Regions from separate parts of the Arachis hypogaea genome. Here region 2 is linked to region 1. A link is a contact called in public Hi-C data. All regions are on one chromosome and are shown on one strand. Each heading gives the region's core, a stretch centred on a gene start, on an enhancer-like site or on the middle of the called end of the contact. The rest is flanking DNA. Distances are from core to core; before and after follow the strand shown. Region 1 holds the start of LOC112791111 (U-box domain-containing protein 26-like). Region 2 holds the start of LOC112791117 (callose synthase 5).

Evidence for each region. Hi-C and Micro-C count contacts between places; a contact is called where the count stands out from the background.
Region 2: a contact with region 1 is called in a Hi-C map of an unstated tissue, with 6 times the contacts expected there. The contact joins the promoter of LOC112791117 here to the promoter of LOC112791111 in region 1. A contact is called at or near these places in 3 of 8 Hi-C or Micro-C datasets (leaf and an unstated tissue).

Annotation. Positions count from the first base shown.
Region 1 is chr3:120,119,071-120,121,597 of arahy.Tifrunner.gnm2.J5K5, reverse strand. It overlaps LOC112791111 (U-box domain-containing protein 26-like), which reads left to right and starts at 1,260. Exons shown (of 1, transcript XM_025833831.2): 1 at 1,260-2,501. The coding sequence starts at 1,260. The coding sequence ends at 2,501.
Region 2 is chr3:120,431,198-120,433,724 of arahy.Tifrunner.gnm2.J5K5, reverse strand. It overlaps LOC112791117 (callose synthase 5), which reads right to left and starts at 1,265. Exons shown (of 43, transcript XM_025833838.3): 1 at 988-1,265; 2 at 432-690; 3 at 212-312. The coding sequence starts at 618.

The DNA.
Region 1 (2,527 bases), core at 11-2,510:
TTACACACTAGAAATATTTAGTACTAGTATAAATCAGTCGTTTGCCTCTTTGTCAATTCCAGTTTCTCCCTGTGGCCAAACTCACCTGCTGTTCTAGGCGAATTAAAACACTAAACCAAGTTAATAGGCTTTTGCCCCACCTACTCGTGTGACAAAGATGTGGATTAAATAAAATTGGCAACCCATTGGCCAGCGACAAACCCTTAAATGGAGTTCAGTACCGCGACGAATTAGTCCTTAATCTACCGGGTTGGAGGATACTGTGGGAAACTAAAAATAAAATTGCTTGCTGGCAAATGACTTAATGAAGATGAAAAATACAATTCACTTATGAAAACTAGGAAATCTGATAAAAAGTTTGTTCGATTACACTATATTTCTTATAGACTATAAAAATATGGAACGTTAAAAAATACATTTTTTTTTTAATCTACGCGAAGATCATTTCCCCCCCCCCCCCCCCTTCCCTCTCACAAAAGCCACGCGACAGTTGTCCCTGTAAGTGTATTTAATCAAACTTTAAATATATTAACAACAATAAATTTCTCCATTTTAGTTGGCCAGTTTGACGGCATTGATTTCTTTTCTTCTTCCTTTTCTTTTTGTTTTCAATTTCTTGTTTGACTGGTTGATAAAGTAATATACTACAATTAGGCTTTGCCTTTTTGGTATTAGTACTACGTTTAGTTACCATCCCACTTTGCTATAATCAGACTCGTTCTTTTGCAATTACTCTTTTTGCAAGGTTGATTATTAACTTGTACAAAAAATGTATGGTTAATGAAGTAAAATTAATGATAATGAAATTTTAAAAAATGTAACTAATAGTGGTACCTATTAATAGTACTTGATAGATGGTTTTTCAAATAGTTCTATAAGAATATTGTTATTTAATGTATGGTAATTGGTATTTATTTTATTCACTTTTAATAATATAATAATTATATTATTATATCTTTCATTCATTTCTCAGTTGTTTTCCACCATCCCACTTCCAACGTATCATTCACTCACCACTTTAGTTTCTGTTCTCATTCTTCTCCTTTGTGTCTCGTCTCAACTCAAGCCTTGAGAAAAGGATTTTCTACTTTAATTCTGATACCATTTTTAATATCTTCCCGAAATTAAGCCCCACATCATATGTCAAGAACTCAATAAAAGCACCTTTTGAGATCTAACAGCTGTTTATTTTTTCTTCTTTGTTACTTGACTTGGAATCATCAATCAAACATCTTTAATTTTCCATGAGTGAACCTGAAATGACCATTCCACACTTATTCAGATGCCCTATCAGTTTGGACTTGTTTGAAGATCCAGTGACTCTATGCACGGGTCAAACCTATGACAGATCAAGCATAGAGAAATGGTTAGGTACAGGTAACCTGATATGCCCTGTCACAATGCAGAAGCTCCATGACCCTTCCATTGTTCCCAATCACACCCTCCGCCACTTGATCCACCAGTGGCTTCAACTTGGTCCTCAATTTCACCCTGGTAACTCTGCAACTATTGATTCTCTAGCTGCTTTGAAACACACCCTTCAATCTCAAGAGGATGATACCTTAGAGAACAAGCTCCAAGTACTTGAGAAAATCAATGTCTTCTTTTCTGGTGAGTATAGTTCTTTCAGCAGATCATGTTTCGTACAACTTGGTCTTTTGCCTCTGCTCCTGGAACTAGTTTTTGGAGGAGGAACAATAGAAGAATCTCATGTTGTATCAAATAATGATCACATGAAATTTATAGAGATTGCACTTGGTTGCATTGTGAAACTGCTGCATCTTGGTTATGATTTGGAGGCTCTAAATATTATCAAAGATGATGAGTCTAAATTAGCAACATTTGTGGTGTTATTTGAAAAAGGCACAATTACTGTTAAATCTAGCTTGTGTCATATTATAGAGTCAGCATCATCATCTGAGACAACACAAGAGTTATGTTATGTTTTCGGAAACACTCAGAAACTAGTGCATGAGATTGTTTTAGTACTTGTTCAAAATTGTGATGCTTCTGAGGATGCAGTTAAGGCCATTTTAGCACTGTGTTCATTGAATTCCAACAGAGAGAGTTTGGTGAGAGAAGGAGCAATAGAAGGGATCATAACATACATTTCAATGATTTCATCATCATCAGGTAATGAAATTACTCAAATTAGAGGACAAAACAAGAAACTTGTGACTTCAATAGCAATGGGAATAGTAGTAAAACTATTGGAGCTAGAGAGTGGTAGAGAGACATTGGTGAGTCACCCAAACGGGGTTGATACTTTGGTGAAGTTGGTGTTCAGTGTAAAATGTGATCAAGATTGCAGTGATAGTGCTGTTGAGGCACTTTCCATTGTTTGTGGAGATTATATGAGTGCAAGAGAACAAGCCATTGGTGCTGGGGTTATGACAAAGTTGCTGTTGCTTATGCAGAGTCATTGTGCCACCACTACTAAATCAAAGACCAGAATGCTCCTCAAATTGCTCAAATCCAAGTGGATTCAGGTGCCAAAGTAGGCATGGATGATGTCAATGTTAGTTAA
Region 2 (2,527 bases), core at 16-2,515, 310 kb before region 1:
TTAAAGATTTTACTGTATACCTAGATGTTTAATCTAATATATGCATGGACTTCTTGCATGAAGGGAGATTAGAGCATTCATGTGCTGTGTTTGTTTCACGCACGGTATACTCATACAGTCATACTCAAGCCTCAGCAGTCCTCATTCTCGCTTGAAATGCATAATGCAGAGTCAGTTGATAAAATCGAAGCAAATGAAACTACAGGCTTACCCTCTCTAATCGCTGCCGCAGCAGCGTCTTGAACTGCCTAACGCCACGGCCGGTGGAGGTCTGATCCAGCCTGTGCGCTTTCTCAAAGGCATAGAACCTACCTGCCAATCGTCATTACGCGCTCAGCAACATTAATTTGCACATCATATTTCAAAATTCAATATCACGAAATCACTATTATTATTATTATTATTATTATTATTATCGATCCGTTACGTACATAGATAGGCAACCCTGGGACGCTCGGCTTCGATCTCGTTGGCGACACGTAGAATGGGAGAAATGGAGGCGAGTGAGGACGGCACCACTTCGTTGTCGAAAACCTCCATGTTGAAGGTGGTGGAGGCACTCCTTGAACCCCGCCTCACCAACGTGGGCGGCGGCATTACTCGGTCTAGTTGCGACATTCTTCTTTATGCACGTGCCTCGCTCTGTTTATACCGTGTAGATCTATCTCTCTATTCCGTATCCTCTTCTTCCTGCAGTTCTCACTCAACCACTCAGTTATTTAATTCACTTCTCCCACAAAAAATCCAAGTTAAATTATCGATCTCTAGCTAGATACGATCTAGGAAAATTCAACTCCGATCTCATGTGTAAAATCAAATTTAACACAAATTATTATTCTTCAATAATAGGAATGAGACTCATATATCAATCAATATGCATTATATTGCAAGAAATGGTTACTACCGTCCAAGAACGTGAGAATGTTTGAATATGTTTATAAAATCTTGGATTGATTATTGTAGAAATTCACGCGTTATTGTTCGTACCTGTGATCAAAGGTAAGGGATCGGAGAATCACATTGTGGTTTTGGATGATGGTAGAGTCTCTGTATGCGCATTATATATTTTGAAGCGAGATCCAAGATGCAAGAACAGAAATCCGAAAGAAAGAGACAAGAGGAAAAATAATCTGCAAGAGGCAGAAATATAGAGGTGAGTGTAGAGAGAAGTGCGGTGAGATAGATGTGAGAGTGAGAAAACCGTTTCGGAGGTGAAGGGTAAGAAAGAGAGAAGAGTGTGAGAGAGTGAGTGAGCGCGCGTTGACAAGAGTTTGAACCCTTCGAAGTCTGAGGGAAGAAGGACTTCAATTTCAATGGAAGTCCGTTTTCGTCTTTGTCACCCCTTTTTGTAACTAATTCACATTTTATTCACCAACCCATCCCACGCCACGTTCGGTTATTCAGTTATTCTTCGCGTCACAAGTCACTCTTTGCTCGAATATTTATAAATAAATAATAAACTCAGTCGTCATAATATTATTATTTATTATGAAAAATTTATAAATTATTATTTATTATTTATTTATATATAAATTATAAACCTTCAGTCGTCATGCAGTATGCCCCGCTATCGTCGTGGACTCGCCGTGTGACTTTAATTTTTATGTAGTAAAAGTCTCAAATTTTAGTATTTTTATTAAAATTATATTAGTATTTAATTCGTAAAAAAATAGTAATTTTGTATTATTGGATAAAATTTTATAATAGAATAGATTCTTTGAATTTTTTAATAATTGAGGGAGTAAAGTGTGATTTTTTATTATCATTAATTTTATAAATGAGACTAAAGATAAATATGAGAGAAAGAATAATGAAAAGTTAGAAATCATATTTTACACTTTCAATTTTTTTTAACTTAAAAAAATTTATTTTCCAAATAAAAACACTAATAATAACTAATTAATGACTATAAATCATAACATTTATTAACTCATACTATTTTTTGTTAGTATATATTTCATCTCACCAATCATCAACAAAGAGAAATTCTAGTTAGTAAACCTTTTTTTATGTTAAAAGTGTTATCTTTTAGCATGGCTTTATTTTTAATAAATTAACCGTGTAAAAGAGTTTATCAGATGTATGTGTTTTAATTATTTTTAAATAATAAATTTAAAAATTTATTATTTCTGTTAATATGATAATATATAATTATTTATTTATGCATATTTTTAAACTAATAATACATAAAAAAAATCGAATTCATATTTAAAATGTTAGATATTTTCAATTATATCCTAAATTTGTGTTCAGATTATTCATTTTTATTCTTATTATATTTTTTCTTCCACCATTATCGCTCACCACCCGCCCTTACATTCATTAAAAATTTAAAATGCAATAATAAATTAAGAGTTTTGCTAAATAAACAATCACTTTTATAAATAGTGTGAATAATAGATTTTAGAATTGACCTAAAAAAATATTTTATTTTTAAATTATTTCGTAAATTTTAATATTAGGATAATTATCTGCACACCTAATAAATTAAATATTTAGTTATTATTAACTGTATATGAGTAAATCA